Linked DNA regions of Zea mays: region 1 is linked to region 2. The links are chromatin contacts, called in public Hi-C maps. All regions are on one chromosome and are shown on one strand. The core of a region is the stretch at or near the end of the contact, and the rest is flanking DNA. Distances in the headings are between cores, read along the strand shown.

Region 1 (3,302 bases), core at 34-2,533, 750 kb after region 2:
TGTCAAGCAGGTATGGAAGAACAGGAAGGACCTCACAGTGAGGACCTTGGGATTGCGATTTTATTCGAGGGATCGGAGAGGTGTGGACTTATTGGTTCATCAGTGAGGTCTTGCCGACCCTACGAACAAGGAGACACAAAAGGGGTAAGTGAGGAGCCGACGCGACCAAGCAAGCAAATGAACGAATAGACAAAACAAAACAAGAGATAGAGAGACTGGGGGTCTTGAAAGGGACAGGGAGCTGGCCGCACATGCTATCGTCGACGATGACAACTTTGAGGAGCATTCACATGCGCGTCGCCATGGGCGCGGGCGCCAGATCTGGGTCCGCAGACATGGGCATAATTGGACCAGAGCATGTGGACGAAGAGCGGAGGAACGATGAAGAGTAGAGGGTCTCTGCGTTCAGGCAAACCTGCTAAGTCGCCAACCAACTCGTCGTCCTGTGCCGCCGCGTCCTCGTCGTCCGGGCGTCGGTTGTGGAGGTGGGCATCGGAGGCGGGGCGTGTGCATCGCGCGTGGGGCAGATGTGTCAATGTTGTTTGGGCAGAGACGAAGACGAGCGAGGCGATGGTGGAAGCGAAGGCGAGAGAGGCGGGCGGGCATCGGAGGCGGGACACGGGCATCGCGTGAAGGTGGGCAGCGATGTTTTGGAATGCTCGTATAGGAAGCGAGTGCGGATGCATGGATGGCGGCGGCGGTGCTAGGTCTAGGAAACAACGAGGATGAGGAGGGGGGAGGGGAGAGGACAGGGAATGTTGGCGGATCAGGGATAGACGGACGGTGTGGATTTGATGTATATGGACGCACAATATGGATTTATGGGAGGCAGAACCAGAGAAGATAGGTTACTCTTTGCAACCTTAATATAGTAGTATAGATGTATCCATACCCTCGTAATAAAAATAGACAGAAATAGTTTTCATCTATGAGTCTCGTGTTCTTCTGTGTGTTGGATTGCTGAAGAAGGGAGCGGACTTCTACGACTTCTCGTATCTTATTGCTGTCGGGAGGGTTCATGTTCATAGTCTGCATTAGGTCTGTGCAGAAGCATCTTCAAATGACCGGTAGTTTACAAGCAGCCCAATACGAAACAAATATCGGAGCCACGTAAAACTAGAAATTGTCAGAGGACCGCCGAGCGCGGATCTAAGGATTCGCGATTATGATAGCAGTACTGAATGAAAGCCCAGTGTAAACGGCCCACGTTAACTTCATCACAAGGCAAAAGCCCAAAATGTTGGCTCCTTTTCGAACTTACGTCGAACACCTTGGAGGTTCCTGTCCTCTCGTATCGAACACCTGAAACCCACCGCCCGCCGATCACGAAGCGGCGGCGGCACAGCAAGATGCTATCCCGCGCGCGGCGCCTCCACCCCGCCGTTCGCCGATTCCTCCTCCCAAACACGCCTGCACCCTCCCGTCATCCTCCGCTCCCTCCTCAACACAGCGCTTCCGCCAAAACCTCTAAACCCTTCTCGATTCTCTTCCGCCGCCACCTCTGCTCCTCACCACCGGCAACGCCACCGCCAACATCACCGCCTCCAGCGGTGGTATCTTCTGACCTTCCGGCTGTCCACGTCAATGAAGTTTGCCCAGGATGCGGGATCGCCATGCAATCCTCGGACCCCGAGCTCCCGGGGTTCTTCTTGCTCCCCTCCGCAAAATCCCCCAACTACCGCGCGCGCCTCGCGCCTGTCACCGCCGACGACACCCGAATCTCCGCCTCCCTCAAGTCTGGTCACCTCCGGGAGGATATACAGCCGTCGGGTGGCGACAAGCCGGCCGCGGCGGCGGCTGAGATGGCGGAGGCCAAGGGAGAAGGCAAGGTTTTGGTGTGCGCGCGATGCCACTCACTGCGCCACTACGGCCGCGTCAAGCACCCGGACGCCGAGCGCCTCCTCCCGGACTTCGACTTCGTTGCCGCCGTCGGCCCGCGCCTCGCGTCGCCTTCCGGGGCCAGGTCGCTCGTGCTGCTCCTGGCGGACGCCTCTGACTTCGATGGGTCGTTCCCGCGCGCCGTCGCGCGATTGGTTGCCGCAGCCGGCGAGGCCCATCGCGCGGACTGGAAGCACGGGGCCCCGGCCAACCTCCCACGCGCGTTGCTCGTGGTCACCAAGCTCGACCTGCTCCCCACGCCATCGCTGTCCCCCGACGATGTGCATGCGTGGGCGCACTCTCGCGCTCGCGCCGGTGCGGGTGCCGACCTTCGGCTCGCTGGGGTGCACTTGGTTAGCGCCACGCGCGGATGGGGCGTCCGCGACCTGCTCGAACATGTGCGCGAGCTCGCGGGGACGCGCGGCAATGTCTGGGCCGTGGGTGCGCGGAATGTTGGCAAGTCAACGCTCCTCAATGCGATTGCCAGATGCTGTGGCATAGTCGGGCGACCGACCTTGACGGAGGCTCCAGTTCCGGGAACGACCCTTGACGTGATTAAGCTTGACGGCGTTCTTGGCGCTCAAGCAAAGCTGTTTGACACTCCTGGTCTTCTCCATGGGCATCAGTTGACATCTAGACTGACGAGCGAGGAGATGAAGTTGGTTCAAGTGAGGAAGGAGATGAGTCCCAGAACTTACAGAATAAAGGTCGCATCTATTTTCCTGGTCTTGATATATTCTCTAATGATATGTGTCAATATGTCCAATGGTCTGGCTGCTTCCCATCTTCTCAAGTTCCTTGTGAAAATTACAGCATCTGGCTGCAACTGGGTTTAATCTGTAAAATGTCTACTCAAATATCTTACTGCAGTTTTTGCAAAGCTGAACTTAGCAGTTCTTTGGTTTTGAATTGGACTAGGTAATGGACAAATCATGAAGTTTATGAATTCTCAGTTATTAGGTTGTGATCTGCTTGACTAACATTGTTGATTTGATCTTAAGTTGTTTAGAGCATCATTAGATAAAGAGTTAAATGTATGGTAGGCCCTTGAACTTGTGAGGATGTCACTTAGGTCCACAAACTATCAAAATGCATTTTTGGCATCCTAAATTCCTAACATTGCTTAAGTGTGCGACTTAGGTCCATAACGGTTCGGAAGGTGGGTTTTGGCCTACATGGCTTCGCCAGTGTCGCAGTGACTGTCGTTGCGCATGTAAGGAGCGTGTGAGGTTGGTTTGTACCATGGAAATAACCAGAGAAGACCCTCTTCTTCCTTTCTTTTTGTTTCTGTGGTCCAAGATGGTGGAGTAGAAATGAAGGGAAGAAGAGGGTATCTTTGCTTATTTTCATGGCCAAACCAACCTCATGCTCTCACCTTGTGCGCAGCGACACAGTTGGTGCCATGCTGGCAACGGCATGTAGAC
Region 2 (3,461 bases), core at 277-2,776:
TATTATTGTATTTGTATGCATATGAATAATAAGCCGAGTCCAAATAATCTGAGCTAACAAACAACAACACCTAGCTTATTTAATCCAGAGCAAATAATCCAGAGCAAATAATCTAGATTATATAATCTATAAGTTGAAACAAACAGGGCCATAGTGCAGGACGCCAGTAGTCAGGCAGACCTGACCATTTATTATTTCACCCTGTCGCTACCACTGCTCTCTGCTTACCCTAGAACTCGTGCTACAGTCATGAAAGTGACTGGTCTGGTCAGATTGCTGCTAGCTGTATGATTTTGGTTCCAACCTGTGTTCTTCCTGTGTGAATCTAATGCTGCCCATTGTGGGCAATGATAGTAATAAATAAATAAATAAGATAAGAGTGGGTTCATTTTTTTGGGGTAAAAATCTCCCTGTTTTGTCATGCACAGCAGAGCTCAGCTCGGGGGAGCTGTCACACCCACACCCAGCAGTATAGTGCAGAACACATCATGCATCCAATGCATCGCATACCTTGGGCTGGCCCGGCTGTAGAAGCCGGCATTGATGCAGGTCCCACCGCCCAACACCCTCGCCCGGGCATTGATGACGCCGTCGGTGGAGATGAAGGCCTGCGACGGCGAGTCCGGCGCCATGTTCATGAGCCCGATGTGGAAGTTCTGCATGTAGGAGACGTTGCGGTCGCCGTACGGGGAGCCTCCGCGCTCCAGCAGCAGCACCCTGTACCTGTGCGACAGCGTCGCCGCCAGCGGGCACCCCGCGGTGCCGCCGCCGACGATGATGTAGTCGTACGTCGTCGGGCACCCCGCGGGGTAGCTGCTGGCCTTGTGGAAGGGCGGGAGGTTCCTCAGGCTGAATGCTTCTTCCTTGCCTGCGACAGAGGACGAGCAGTTGCACTGTTACCGTTATGTTATGCCTGCGTGATTCTTCGATTTTTTTTTTCTTCCTGCTGTGAGTGTGAGCTACGTAATGAACAGTTTCATCCTATCGGGTTTTTTTCTTGAGTGAGCAAAGCTTGCTTCTGATCTAATTGAGCTTGCGTGCGCTCTTGACATCGTGCCACCCTGGACCTGGGGATGGCATATCAGGCAGGTGCGTATCTTTCTTTCTTATTCTTATTATCTGTTGCTATTTTCTCTTCTTGCTAACCAACAAACAGGCGGTGGTGTGCCACTTCAGCATTCTGAAGCGGTAGTGGCAGAAGCCAACAAACAGGCAACGATGGAGGAAAAAAAAGAACATCAAGCGCAATGCCAGAAGACGAAGGAAGCAAGAAAGCAGAAGCTGCTGGGAAACCAAGAGAAGAATCTTCCATCAGCATGAGTACCTCGGGACAGCTCCAAGAGGAAGAGCAGGCACGCCAGCAGCAGCAGCAGCAGCTTGAACAAGAGCAGAGCTCTGCCGCTCAACGCCATCGGACTGAGCTGAACCTTCAGCAGCGCCCGGCACAGCAAGCAAAAGACGGGAGCTCCTCTCGTTCTCGAGCAGAGAAAGGTGAGCTGCTCGACCTGTCCCCTCCCTTGAACCCTCTGCTCCCCACCTCTCGACCCGGCTAGTGGCGTTGTATTGGAGCTGGTTTATATGTAGCCGGCCGGCCGGCGTGTGTCGTTGGAGGGATTGCAAGCTTGCAGGCCACATCAGATGAGAGTGCTGGCTGAGCCCGAGCCGGCATTGAAGTGGAGCTCACCAGCTGCAGTAAGGGCCATTGAATGCTCGCTGAGGGAGCAGAGCAAGCACTGCCCTGGTACAACCGGGATTTATGGACTTCTTCATCAACCAACCAACCAGCCCTCACAAAGCTGCGGCGATGGTGGCGCCCCCTCCTCCCTCATTTACAAGAATGACAGGCATCTCTCTCTCTCTCCCTCTCTGCGAGTCTGACATTTCTTTATTGGTTTCCGTACCTGTGGCTTCGCCAATTGGTTGGGCCAACGGGTTAATATTGTATTTTTTTATGTTTTTTATTTTTACCTGGCTTGCTCTGTTTGTCTGATGGCACTGCCAGTGCCATCCCATGAGAAGAGAGAGCATGAATGCCAGTAGTACTAGTATGTAGCAGGAAACGTGTGGTGCTGTTTTCATTCAGCACCGGGTGTAGAAAACGTGTCCCTGACATCAGAGAAGAGAGCACCATTCTCAGGAGGGAAGAAAGGTGCGCGGGAAAAATCCCCTGGAAGTTTGCTTACACAGGTCGTCGTGTGCTTCGTCATCTGATATAGTGATATGTATATATTTCAGTTCCATGCAAGCTATAGGACTTCTAGAAGCTGTTGGTAGAGTGGAAACAACTTCGTATGGTGTATTTTATTAGGTTATAGTCGGTAGGATGTATCATAGTAAGATATTCGGACTGCTGCAACTGCATTCCGTAAAGACAAAATACTATAGAAACTAACTATAGCTGGATTAAAGCCACATCGAACAAGTTGTAGGAGTCCTTGTTTTCGGGAAAAAAACCATTTATGGATGCATGCGTTTTAACATCAACATAAAAACCTTGTTTTAACTACCTCCATAAAATATTATTTTTCATATCTACTCATCTTGCGCGAAAGAGGACGCTTGTAGCCGTTACATGCAGCGGAGGAAGTCTGGTGGGATACGTTGAAGACGGAGAGAATTATCGGGGGGTTAGAGTGCCTTTGCTATTCAATGGATGATGTACTCTGCTCGTAGCGGAGTGAAAACACTTATTAAAAAAAAAGCTTAGCAAAACGTTTCCGCGGAGTGTTCTTGAGTTAAAAAAAAAGGTTTTTTAAGCTGATGCTCAGTTTTGCTGTGTCCTCATTTTTACTCGTAGTCATGTTTTTTTTCTCAGTTTTATCTTTCTACTCTATAACACTATAAAACCAATATCTAACAAAAAAAGACATCTGAATATGGATCTAACGGCGCCGTCTTTCTTTCTAACTCTAAACATGTGCACATTTTGACACTAACGGAATGTCAAAGTCTACAATGTTTAATCTGGTAGTAGAGTATTATTTTTGGCAATCCCTAACATGTCTTGGGCTTCGAAATGGTACGCGCGTACTGTTGTTCGAACATGGAATGCAACCTGTCATTAAATACAACTAATTGCATTGATAGACAGTGGCGAAGACGACAATTAAGTGGCATTGAATGTTACATGCTTTCATTTGGTTTAGGGAGCCAAGTGGGCATCATCATCATCATCATCGCCTGTGTACTCATTCGTTCATTCAGATTCGTCGGGCACACTGGGGTTGAGCTCTCCCTGTCCACTCAACTGCTAAGCATCAGCAGCGCCACCATCACCTTCCAGTAGTGTACTTACTCCAGGAAAGCATCATGTCTACGACTACGAGCGCGCGCGTGAGCTCCGAACTGAAGCGCAACCAACGACCCGTGTACTACTGCCGTCCGTTTTGCAGCTACCAATAACTGACGGGCAAGAAACGGGTGAGTGTTTACAGCTGCCTTAACCGTGCTGGGCTGCTCTC

Evidence for each region. Hi-C and Micro-C count contacts between places; a contact is called where the count stands out from the background.
Region 1: a contact with region 2 is called in a Hi-C map of ear, with 3 times the contacts expected there. The contact joins the promoter of LOC100382146 here to the promoter of LOC100192014 in region 2. A contact is called at or near these places in 2 of 25 Hi-C or Micro-C datasets (ear and leaf).

What each region holds. Positions count from the first base shown.
Region 1 is chr7:103,883,991-103,887,292 of Zm-B73-REFERENCE-NAM-5.0, forward strand. LOC100382146 (P-loop containing nucleoside triphosphate hydrolase superfamily protein) reads left to right here and starts at 1,284. Exons shown (of 3, transcript NM_001174906.1): 1 at 1,284-2,585. The coding sequence starts at 1,350.
Region 2 is chr7:103,137,090-103,140,550 of Zm-B73-REFERENCE-NAM-5.0, forward strand. LOC100192014 (protein HOTHEAD) reads right to left here and starts at 1,527. Exons shown (of 6, transcript NM_001137438.1): 1 at 1,325-1,527; 2 at 511-868. The coding sequence starts at 1,412.